3 separate regions of the Zea mays genome follow, and all the other regions are linked to region 1. Evidence: chromatin contacts called from public Hi-C data. All regions are on one chromosome and are shown on one strand. The core of a region is the stretch at or near the end of the contact, and the rest is flanking DNA. Distances in the headings are between cores, read along the strand shown.

The links. A called contact is a pair of places that touch in the nucleus more often than the background predicts.
Region 2: a contact with region 1 is called in a Hi-C map of leaf, with 5 times the contacts expected there. The contact joins the promoter of LOC103639479 here to the enhancer-like site in region 1. A contact is called at or near these places in 2 of 25 Hi-C or Micro-C datasets (endosperm and leaf).
Region 3: a contact with region 1 is called in a Hi-C map of tassel, with 2.1 times the contacts expected there. The contact joins the promoter of LOC103639488 here to the enhancer-like site in region 1. A contact is called at or near these places in 4 of 25 Hi-C or Micro-C datasets (bundle sheath, ear, leaf and 1 more).

What each region holds. Positions count from the first base shown.
Region 1 is chr1:152,299,295-152,303,532 of Zm-B73-REFERENCE-NAM-5.0, reverse strand. No RefSeq gene overlaps it. Among protein-coding and RNA genes, the nearest start is that of LOC103639495, 51 kb to the right of the region's middle. Within about 2 kb of position 2,107, at least 20 of the 20 cell types and tissues checked have an H3K27ac peak or open chromatin away from gene starts, as enhancers often do. A contact at or near this core is called in bundle sheath, ear, endosperm and 2 more, where this site is marked.
Region 2 is chr1:152,099,915-152,104,152 of Zm-B73-REFERENCE-NAM-5.0, reverse strand. It overlaps LOC103639479, which reads left to right and starts at 1,958. Exons shown (of 1, transcript XM_008662230.4): 1 at 1,958-3,684. The coding sequence starts at 2,636. The coding sequence ends at 3,475.
Region 3 is chr1:152,169,581-152,173,818 of Zm-B73-REFERENCE-NAM-5.0, reverse strand. It overlaps LOC103639488 (intermediate cleaving peptidase 55, mitochondrial), which reads right to left and starts at 1,800. Exons shown (of 13, transcript XM_008662240.4): 1 at 1,591-1,800. The coding sequence starts at 1,626.

The sequences.
Region 1 (4,238 bases), core at 858-3,357:
ATTTCGTTCTTTCTATCTTCATCATCTTGTTGCATTTTTAAAGCTTTGCTTAATAACAAACTCTATGAAAATGAATTAAAAGTTAGGATACCTAAGTCAACATGAAGATATCAACAGTAACTCGCAAAATGCATCTTACTTTGAAGTTCGAGTAAAATAAGCTTCCTATAATGTGCTGGCGTCTGTAGAAGCTTATGTCTTTTTTCAAGCTTCGAAAAACCAATACTCTTGAACAGGGTGCTTATAATTTTAGCACCAGCGCGGTCGCGGATGCATCCCACAACTTCTTCATTGACCCAACCGAAGAGCATTGACCCCGGCTGGTAGCCGCAGGAGATAGCAAATTCTTTTAGCTCTGATATGTCCTTTTCGAAGAGCTGTTGGCCGCCCAAGTGCCGTAGGTCGAAATTCGCTCCTTCCGAAGAGGTTTCTTCAACTTTCTTCCCCTTATCAGAAACTACTGCAGCTACCTCTTTCTCCACAACCACGTCTGATATAAGTCTGTCCATTTTGGACAGAGTGGTTGTGAGATTTTCATCTTTGGCTGCAACGGTAGCTTCGGCATCAGTCGATTTAGCAGCTTTGTCTGCTGTAATGCCCGAAATTGGTATAAGAGAAAGTTAATAGGATAAATAAATAAATATACTTCTCTGCTAGAATTTTTAGGATTTCTTGATCTTCCTTTCTTTGTGCATTGTCAACTAAAGGAAGTAAAGTAGCCAAATGACAAATAAATAAATACGTGAATGTGCATTCCATGCTGGGTTCTTGTATGTTTGCATTTATATTCAAATTGTGAGATAAATTTAAGTTTCAAACTTTAGAATTTGGAAATAAAAGAGAAAAGAGAGGACAAGTTATTCTCTGCAAGAAATTTAAAGAATACCCTTAAATATATTCAAGATAAAGTGGCTCTTGGTAAAAGAGAAAACATTGTTTTTCCGTAAACAAGTAAGGTAATGAATATTTAATTTTCTTCTTACTTGGGATTTGATCAAACACACTCAAGAGTAATAATTATTCCTAAAAAGAAAAAAAAGGCATAATATACTTTGAACCTTTAACTAAACAAAGGAAACAAAATAATTGAAATAAATATATATAAGGCTATAAAAATATGTACTTTGCCTTCATGATTTTGGATGTTGCATTTAGATTAGAAATTGAAACTCATATTTGAATTTGAATCTAAATTGAGATTGGTAAAGGAAACATAAAAGAAAATATAAAAAAACTACCTGCTTACCTGGACCGAATTCCCCTTTGCCCGGCCCACTCATCTACCTCCAAAGCCCACTGCTGCACACCTCCACGTCTAGGTCAAGCCGACGTTTGGGCCCCACTTGCAGTCCCTCTCCGCTCTCCCTCACCTACCGTGTCGTGTCCGGACTTCTGAACGCGTGTCACCCACCTCACACTAACATGCAGGGCCCACTAGCCAGCCTTCCCCAATGCAGCCTCGCGGGAGTCACTGACAGGCGGGCCGTATTGGGTAGGATCTCCTGCTCCCTTCCTTCATCGTGATGTGCGAGCAAAAACATAACAAACCAACAGAAATCCTTAGAGTTCGGGAGGATCCGTTTGCTCGCCCCCATAGGGAATCCTTCATGGAATATATATACAACCCAGGACCCTGCTCATCCCCTGAAGTCGCGACAGAAGCCGCCACCAGAGTACCGAGAGCCGAGCGGGGGGAGGCAAAGAGTGTCACCGCCGCGTGTAGATTTACGATTGCGTCGTCGCCGCAGCTTCTGCGGTTTCCTGGGCGCTTCACTAGGGAGCACTGACCTTGATCGTGGTCGTTTCGGGTGTCGGAAGCTGCAGCTTGGTGTGAATTTTCTTGTCGGAGTAATTCCCCAGCCGCCAGGCTGCCATATGTCGCCGCCTGAGCTCCATGCTGCTCAATTTTTGCTAAGCTAGCTCCTACCGATTTTCTCGCGATCCCCATTTCCTATTGAGCTTGTCGATCGGATGACGTATGCCTCGAGGCGGTCGCCTTTGTGCTCACCAGGGACCTCCCCCATCGCGGCGGTGCCTGCACCACCGTCCCGAGCGGTGGTGAGGACGACGATGGCCTCATGGCCCTTTGATTAGATACGTGCGGTCGTGATAACCCTCCATTGCTTTATTGTCCCATGGTCATGGATCTGTGCATCGACAGTTACGATTAGATGAGAGAGTAACTTTTCGCGACGTCGAATCATTGTCGTTTGATGGAAATCGAGTGGCCGCAGTTTGATGTACCAGTTAACTATAAACTAGATCTAATCTGAGCCTTCGGTAGGATATCGGATGGATAGGGATCACAGATACCCCTCTGGATCGGACACTTTGCATAAGAGCCCTCCTGGAAATTGGAAACTAATCCGCTGTCTGTTTCTCATTGTAAAGAAAATAGAATTTAATGGATACTTTGCATATAAACCCCTGGAAGCCGTTTTTAGGTATAAAATTAACCCTAAATAACCTAGAATCTTGTTTAGCCCATATAACATCCGTTTTAACTCCGATTTACTCCGTTCCAATTGCGATGGTTTCATAATGACATCTTCCACACAATAACAACATTAGTTTTATCATGTCGCATATTTTTTTATGGATATAGTTTAAATTTATGTTTAGTAAATTGAACATGCTAATCAAAATTAACCTATCTACGTTTATAACCTGGCTATACTTATAATTTGACTAGAATATGACCTCTACTCCCGTTATAACTTAGATTATAATTGAATTATGTATTTATTTAGAATATTATTTTCATATGATTTATGTTAATTAATATAGAATATACTTTCAAACTGTTTGATCATCTAAAACTTCAGAAAACCCTATCCTATCAACCGTAGCTACAACTTTAGTTGTTTTCGATCTCACGACCTCGTAGTAGCACGTAGATCAGGTTGAAGATGTAGCCCGAAGGTGATAAGAATGGATGATGAAGCTATAGCCGAAGAGCTTTGGTTTGATGTGATGACGAAGACCAAGTATGATGATGACCGAAAAGAGACAAAGACTACTCAGTCCTCAATGATCTGTGTTATGATTATAGATGAATGTCAGGGGCATAAATGTAATTTTACCCGGGCTGCGTCCCGTGCCTATAAATAGATGAACAGTAGCACCGTATTGTTCACGCTGAATTGTAATCTCCCCCGCGTCAGTGCCTTCGAGCAAGCCGAAGGTATCAATGTAATATATATTTTGTTAATACTCATATATACTTTATGGAATGCAGATACGAATGGATTAATGAGGTGTACTCATTATATTTATCCTTGTGTATTCTTATTTATCTATAACATGATGCAGACATGTCCTTCATGACCTTCGTCTAATGATCATTATATCTGCGAGGAGGTAATGTTTCGGAAGACGAAGGTTCTTAATACCTAGCAAATGTGTTGCCTTGTTCTTGATTCACATCATTTGAGAACAAGTGACCAACAATTATAATTTAAAGAGGTGAAAAAACAATTATATTCAACATAAAAACTTAGCTAAAACTTTATAAAGTTAAACTTCAAAACTTAGTAAGCACTAACATAACTTTTCTCAGTTTTTCTTGAGATAAAATAGTGCACAAATATTTACATCATTATTCTCCTACAAACGATAGAAAAATAAAAAAGATTAAACAAAGTTACCGTTGGCACTATGCTTTAAGGGCATCCAGCCTATATTGATCCAGTCTAGATGACCTGTCAGCCCTCCCCCCTCCACGTGAACGCTACGCTGCAACATGGTTCTAGGTCATGAGAGCATTTCCCCACATGGGCAAAAAGTAGGCTTGGTCACCATGTGCCCTTGGATGCTAATCTGATGGTCATAGTGCCTCTGTGTTCAATCCCAAATCATATAAAATGCAAGATTTTCACTGCCACCGGGGAAATTCTAACTAGTATTTCTCCTTGGCGCGACGTTCTCTTCTCCCTCTCCCTTCACAAGCGAAACTTCTCCACGTTCTCCTCTAACTCAAGTGAGAAAGAGCATGGTTGAGGCATGGCACTACCCGTAGGGCCCCTCGCCGGTGTGCGCACTCTCCTTTGGGCTGAGTGCACTGCCATTGAGTGGCCACTTGGTGGTGCCATGAGTGCCCATGGACACGATGTGGCACATAAGGCCAGTGGCACTGCCGCCATCTACCCTGGTCTTTTATGACCAGATAAGTATTTTACCCTTTTCCATTCCTCTCTATGTGTACTCGAGGTGGGGTTAGGGGTAGGGTTAGGGTTAGT
Region 2 (4,238 bases), core at 709-3,208, 200 kb after region 1:
TTTATAGTTTTGAAATATATATGCTAGCTTAAGTGACCATCCTCAATAAGAAGTATAGAAGAAGTACTTAGACTTATAGAAGGTCGTGCCCACTGGCGCTTAACACCAATCACAATCAAAGTGACTCGTAACCTGCAGCAACAATGTGAATAAAACCCTAAGTATGCAAGTACTCAGCAAGACTTACCCGACTAAAGAAAAGACTCTCAAGGATATGCTGGCTTAAAGGGATTCAAGGTAAAGCTCATCAAGTTTCAAAGACTCTTTTTATAGCAAAGCTTACTAGAAGTGGTTCCTTAAGCCAAAATTTTACATCACAAGTTAAGTACTTTTCCTGAATCTAGATTTGCCTAATCTAGAGCATTCACTTGTCCTACACTGGCTTTCTTTTAAGATCTAAATTTTGTTTTGCTTGTTATCTACGATGAGGGTCGAAGATTCAGTATTCATATTCGAGAAGTTCGGCGATCCGAATCGATTAATACCCAGCTGGGGATCTCCAACCACACGACATATGCTTCCCTTAATTATTTTGCACATGTCTACCATTCCCACGGATCCTCCACCACATGAACAGGTCCGCGCCACCCGAGAGCACACCACCCCTTTAGGCGGTCCTTTGCCAAGAGGGTACGTGCCACTCTCGCCATCTCTCCACTCCCAGTGTGCGATTGTCTTTTCATGTATGGAATAGCCGGGTTCAGGCTTGCCCTTGACGAGGTATGTGGCCAGATAAAAGGTCCTAGATCAACAGGAGACACTACACCGAGACTCAGACGGAGACACTACACCGAGACTCCTTTCTCGTGCAAGTCACCCGCCCGGTCTCAGCTTTATTAATTAAACCCAAAGTTTGGTACCTGACAGAGGTACATCTTTTCCGATGTTGAACCCATCAAGGCCCTGATGGATCCACCATCACAAGTTTTTCTTTGTAAAAATTCCCATCCACTGTGAAGCATCACTTTTTGTTTAAAACAAAACATTTTGTTTTTCTAAAGCAAGGCTAAGCATCATAAAATCCTTTTCATAAAAGGGTATCAAGGAAGGGTAATCACTTTTTCAAGAAAGGAAATGCATCAACGGTTTAGCACACAACTCCTATCACCTAATGCATCAAACAAGGTGATAAAGATTTTAAAACAACAAGGAGGTGGCAAATGCATCGGGGCTTGCCTGGATAACACTAGGTTAGTGTTTGTTAGGTGACGACCACTTGGCGATCATCCTTTTGTGTTGGCACTTGTTCAGTCCGTCCTTCTTCAGATTCGTCCATCAACATCATTCTGCGGAGTAGCCCACCCGCTACGTCATCTTGGGGTCGACTTGGGTCATCTTCCGCATCACGCGATCAATTAACATACCTGATGGGATGCACGATGCACATGTATGAACACGAGTATAAATAGTATAGATAGATAATCTATACTAAAAAGGATGAAACACTTATAACAAAATATTAAGCAAATACTAGCTAGCGATATAAGACTAATTATAATAATTACGCTTTTTCCAGCCTTTTCGGAGGTAAATCATCTATCGCAAAACAATAATATATATATATATTCACGCTCTACTTTCCTTTATGATTTATTAACACGATCATATTACTACATATGTTTTTACCAAGCATATTTTATATAATATACCGTCACACCAATCACTAGATAAGAAAATCATCGATCATATCCTAATTAACCTATCATACCTGCTAACTATCAAGGATAGCCAAAAAGCTTATCCTAGTTAAACTAAACTGCAGATATGCTGATGATTCTGATTCAACTATTTTAGGTAACAACAAACACGTACCTATGATAGTTACCCGGGTAATAAATACAAAATACGACGACTAGTATAGCAAGGTATCACTTTCTTACTTAAATATATTAATACGACCCATAATAATAGAAGTAATCGGCTAATCACTTCGTATACCAAATTTATTCTTCACGATATTTACGAAACCATACCCTGTATATACGAAGCAGTTTAATAAATATCAAACACCGCCACAATGTGTATGTTGCAAACAAGATAATCATCGACAAATATATATAACCAATCTGGACATCGAATCGATAGCAGGAGTAATCAATCGGCTTACCATACTTAAATCCGATTTGAAACCCCGAAATCGACGACGCCATTTAGCTCTAGCATTTCACCAAGCACATGGTGAGTGCTGCGTCGAATCACACTTCTTCATCTACATTGAGAATTCTCTGGCCGCGTACTGATTTATTTTCTTCTGCGCCTAATTTTCTCGGATTTTTGGCGTAGACGAGGATGACGATCGACGACTTGTTCGAGCTTTTGTCGAGCACTTTGTGAATATCACGCTGTTAGCTTCGTCTTCATCCGACTCTTGGGATTTCTTGATGACGCACGGAACGACGACGAGATTGAGTCTGAAGCGAGCTGGCGAGGACACGAATCCAGTGAGGGCTCTGGCGACGACGAAGTCACGAGCAAGGGAGGACGGGTTCAGTAGCTCGACGACAGACGCAAGCACGCGCAAAGCCCGATGAACGAAGAGCGAGTGCACCACAGTGACAACGAGTAGGCGCGCAAGCGCTAACGCGAGCCAGGGGCAAGCACGAGTGCTGGGGACAACAGACGACACCCGGCGAGCATGCAGCGAGGCACGCAGCAGCGACGACAGTCGAATCGGCAACAGAGCGTTGGTGAACTCGATGAATACGACCACGGACGTGGGCTGGCGCGGATAGGACAACGGCGACTGGTGAGCCCAACAGAGGAGCTTGCGCAACGACAACCAAACAGTGAAGCACACGCGCGCAGCCAGGGACTCAACGGGACGCTGGTTCCAGGGAGCCGCGCGAGAGGGAGCAAGAAGCCAATCCAACGGTGGTTCAGCAGCATGCGATGGCTGGGTCCGAGGGGGCAAGTACCCAAGCCAAGCGGCATGTTGAGGTCAGCACTCCGAGCGTACATGCTTTGTGCCCATGTCCGCGATGAACCAGCCGCAGGAGAATCCCGGACTCGGGCATGGAGGAAGCAGATGGCGCCCGAGCTGGGAGGGAGCTCCGGCCGGACTCGACAGAGGAAGCTGGGGGGTTGCGACTTCCATGGCCGAGTAGAGAACCGGCATGGGCGCGGCGACCAGCGCCATAGCGGGGCGGAGTTCGGGGAGGGGCTCGGTAGAGCGCGAGCAAGCAGAGAGCGCGGCGCGCGGCGACGGGGGCTCGGGAAAAGGGAAGCCGCGGCGCGTGCGCAGGGAGGAGCGGCCGAGCTAGGCATCAGAGAGAGAGAGAGAGCAGCAGCAGCGGCAGAGGAAGAGGGAGGAGCTTGGGCGCGCCATGGCTGGGAGCTTGGGGAAAAAGCCGCGTCATGGGGGAAGCAAGGGACCAGGAGCGAGCAGGAAGGGCACGCGGCAGGGGGAGAGAGGAGCGGCTCGGAAGATGGCGGAAGCTTGTGCGACGACGACTGGATAAAGCTCCTGCGCGTGTAGGAGATGAGGACGAGGAAGCGACGACCAAAAAAATCAGAGAGCAAAAGATCTGAACAGAGGCAGCGGAAGGATAGGGATGGAGGGATTTTCTTTTCAGATTTTACATTTTCCTCTTTTTTATAAATAAAATTGCAGATATTTTGGATCATAATTTTTAGTGATGTACACTGGGTCAACCCGCTATACGGCTACATATTTCTTTCTATGAATTAGCGAAATTAATCGCTAATCACTCGCTTTCAGTTAATTACTCGCTTTCAGTTCTAATTACATTGGTCTGGGTTGTTTCGGACTAAAAACCATTTTCGTCGAGTTCCAATTAATTTGTTCGGGATAAAATCATCTGAGTGGGTCGAGCTTCCGAATTTATAGAGATTGCTCGAACTGAGCAAAATACTTAAGTGACAATTTTAGTTCGTCTTAATCGATTAATTTTAAATAGGCACAGGACTCGCAAGCTTTTACAACAATTACGTTCTGAAATTCGCGAAAATTTTACGAAGAGTCTAAATAGACAGAAACAGATGCGATATTAGAATCGCGATAGACAAAGATGATTAAAATTTAGCATCTGTTTTATCCACTGATATTACCTGCTTAAATCCATGCTCGTTGTCGAGCGGACGATAAACACCTGAGGTGTTACAAAGACTCTATATTCCCTTGTGTTTGAGTCATAACCAAGTAAAAATCCTTCTTCTGCTTTAGGGGCAAATTTTGAATTTCTACCTCTTTTAACAAGAATAAAGCACTTGCTTCCAAA
Region 3 (4,238 bases), core at 551-3,050, 130 kb after region 1:
GGCGCTAAAGTGGGCTCACAGGGCAAGGCGTCTACCTCGCCTTGTCCACGGACATAAGGCGTCCGCTGCGGCGTAAGGTGCCCTCGGGGCGACACCTTAGGGAATAGGGAGGGATTTGAGAGGGGGGGTTAAGTGAATTGGACCGCACGGTCACATGCCTATCGGGTCAGAGCTTCAAGAGACGGCTCGGAAGAGAGAAGAGCGCTTGAGCTGTGGCGGCGGCGGTGTGCAGCTGCAACCTCATTCCCCGGCGGCGCCCACAAGCAGTGCACGGGCGTGTTCCCTCTCTCAGCTCAGGCGGCGCGTGGGCATGGGGCAGCTGCGCTTGCGGCGGCACACGGGCGTGCTCCCTCTTTCAGCTCAGGCGGCGCGCGAACGTGGAGCAGCTGCCTCGCGGCGGTGTGCGTGCTCCCTCTGCCCTCTCTGTCTCAGGCGGCGGGCGTGCTCCCTCTGCCTTCTCCTGCACTCCATCCCTCTATAGATTACAACCTCTGCTCCTGGACTCCTGGTATAGCCTCTGTCCCCTTCCTCCACTGCTACCCTTGAGCATATAAGTCATGTACCTCATCACCTATAGATACTGTCATCTCCAGCACATCATCTCCCTGTCGTTCTTTGTAGTTGCCCATTGGTGCTATGCAAGCTAGAGCTGTGTGCTAATAACTCTTCCAACACTTAACTTTCTGACCATCTTACCTTGATGTGTCGCCATCAACCACTTGGTTTGAGTTAGACTTCGGGTTCCATGGGTAGTGATAAGTCAAAAAAAAAGGGCAATCAAGTTGTCAGCAATCAACATGGAAGCCGACTTTGTCTTATGATCATACAAGTACTCATCTTCCCCCAAGCCTAGCTGTTGCAACAAGGCATCATGCACGGTCATGTCAGACGGCATCTCTTTGTCCCACACAACCTCACTAGGCATTTCATCAAACGCCTCTTGTGACTCTCCGATACAGCAGAGGCCCTGAAACTATCTGCTTAGTCTGTGCTATTGTGCCATCCTTAAGAGACATTTCATCAAACATATCAGCTAGAGGATCCACGCCAAACTCCCAAGAAAGGGAGCGCTGGTGAGCTGAATGAGAGTGAACATATTGTCATTAGCTGGCTGAGGAAGTAGCTTGCTCCCCTCACCACCACTACTTACCAAACTCTGCTAATTGCTGAAACAGACTGGCCTGAAGGTCAAGGTCATACCACATCCTTGCAAAGAATGTCATCAGACACATCTCGTGCAGCAACTCTCGATGCAACCGCAGCCTGGAACATGATCTACTCAGCAGGTATTGCTGCGTCATCCCATAGAGGCGTTAGCTCGAACAACTAGTGGGCATCCTTCTCAAACACCACCGTTGTCAGTTGCCATGGAAACTAAACTACTTGCTCAGGCCACACCGCCACCTGCGCGCCCGGAGGCCTGGAGTACCGGCTCGGCCGCCACACACATGCACGCCGTCACCCAAGGCGAACAGCCAAGCGACAGAATCCCAACCTCCCCTCCTCCCAGAAAATGAAAAATCAGACAAAGAACGATAAGGGAGGAAGGGCGAAGAAGTGTTGGGAGTGGGGAGCATCAACCATGCTTACCTCGGTTGCTCGCAGCAGCCGCGCCGCCATGGCCATCGGCAACAGCCTCCTTGAATCCCTTTCTCGAGTTCGCTTCTCTCTCGGTCCCCTCCTGCTGCGGTGCGAGATTCTCTCTCTGGCTCAAGTTCGCTTCGCCTTCTCTCTAGTTGTCACCGATCTTAAAACACAGTTAAGGCCCTTTGGCATGGCCCTTTCGAACCGTCAAAAAAAATATAACTTCTCGTCAAAAGCCCATCAATGGTCAAGAGCCCATCAAAAGTCAGAGTCGTTTTTTTAAAGAGCCGGAGCATAAAAAATATGATTGTAACAGCTCCTCTTACATTTTACATGAGCACATAAAACCTGTTCGCGTACGATCCGCATGTGCGCAAAATCAGTTAAGGTTCCGAGTTTATCGCAGAATTTGTTAGCCTGTAGATTAATTTGAAAAATTACTTGTAGCGAGTCTAGACCTCCCCTTTATATAGATGAATGGCTACGGCCGATTGAACACCCTACAATCGATCAAATAAGTCTAATTATCATTTTTACCGTATGCATTAGGAGTAGTTCTAGTTTAGCCCTAGTTTACTCTTCTTCTGTCTCAAATCCTCACCTCTTCGGCTCTACTTCGACTAGAGGCGTTTTGTGTTGTCTGCGGACGCCAAGACACACCCTAGGATCTCTTCTCCCTGACGGGGTCCCTCCCGTGAGCGAGATTCAGGCGCTGCCGACGAACTCCGCCGCCCTGCGCACGCGTAGACCGTCCGACTCGTCAGGCAAAAACTCTAGCCTCTACGCCAGGTTGCGGACCGTCCGACCCCTAGCCGCGGACCGTCCGCGCCTCCGCAGAGAGCACCGCCGCTGATTCATCTCCAGTGTTTGACGTCCGAATCGGCGCCAACACACGTCATTTGAAATAAACACAATAGAAAATGTTTTGTGAAACAAATTACAAAACAGCTCTAACTCCTACAGAAAGGGCAATGAGCCAAAGGAGCGAGAGCCGAAGTTGTTTTTGGAGGAGCCGAAGCCCTACCAAAGGGGCCCTTACTGATGAGGACATCACTTCTATATATACAATAAATGGACCGATAACACGATCTCGTGCACGACAGCTAAATCTCCAGGTACGTTCTACCCTTGTCAATTGTGTTTTAGAGCTTACGCTTGGGGCCATGGATGTTTTGATGATTAGGTACCTTAGAGAGAACCAGTAAGGACTTGGGAAAGGCCAAGGTGTTGAGGAGGAGCAGCAAGGGCGTCCACAACAGGAAGGAGATCAAGTCCGAGTCGGTTGCGACTCTATCTCGGGTTCCAGGACCAGTCTGCACTAAAATTGACGCCCAAGATGCATCCGGACTCCGATTGCAACGGACTGGATATGGTTGGAAAGATAACGAGATTATCTAACCAACCCAACTGGTTCCACCCTAAAATTCATCCGGAGTCAACGGGAATCGTCGAAACAAGTCAGCGTTCAGATTCTGTTTTGGTGCTGCGACACCGTCTGTTGGGCCATTGGGCCGTGTATCGCGTCGGAGCCCATTAGGGGCGAGTCTAGGGCTACGCACGCCCTAATACTCTATTTATTCAGCAGCCGCCGCCACATTTAGGTTTGGGTTTTGCTTAGATCAATTCTGTCATCGAACAGTGTCGCCGTCATCGGCTTATGAGACCCCCTCCCGTAATCAATACAAGTTTGGTTGCGTTTCTTTCCTGTTCTTGCTTGTGTTGTTGATTGCGCTTGCAGGGATAAGCTTTCGTGGCGAGGTCATTCGTGTGTCACGGGTGATAACCAACGGAGCCGTGGTGTAGTGATTGCGAGGAACCGTTTGCTCGGAGCCTTGGATCATCAACGTCGAGATCTCCACTCAATCAAATTATCGTATCTCACGGAAGATCGGGCCGCGTCTACTATCAATTGGTATCAGATTTCCAGGTTGCCCGTGAGGTATAATTCTACCTTTAGATTAGTTTTGTTTCGTCCCATAGTCCACAAAAAGCCAAAAAAAAATTACGATCAGTTCATTCCGACCTAAAACCATCGCCTTAGCCTTTGCACAATTCAGTTTTAGAGTCCGCAGTTCTGAGTTCGTGTTCTAGTTGAGTTTGGTTGCTGGATTAGATTTGTTTTGGTTCAGTTTGATTGTATCCATCCGCTTCCATCCTATAAAACCGACCCTATCCATAAAACAGATTCTATCTCTACAACCGACAATATCCACAAAACATATCCTATCTCTAAAACCGACCATATCCACAAAACAGATCCTATATCTAAACCAACCATATCCAGAAAACAAATCCTATCTCTAAAACTGAACCTGTGCTCCATAGCCGTCGCTTCGGTTCCTGCCGAGTTGTGCCTTTGAAAACCATAACTTGAGGTACCTTCCATAAAACGGGCATAACTTTTCGCTCGGTGCTCCGTTTGAGCTCAAATTTTTACAACAGATTCTTGACTCCATTCTGGGGTGACCCAAACTGGCCTATGGCCTGTTTGGTTCGGTCAAAAAATTCAAAAAAAATCGGGAAGATAATTAAAAAAAATTGTTTAAGTGTTTTCACGAATTTCAGAGATCCTTTGTGAATTTCTCTAGGCCACAATACAACTATGTTTCAAGTGAAATTTTGTGTGCTTCCATCCTTTGTGTTTTTGGATCAGT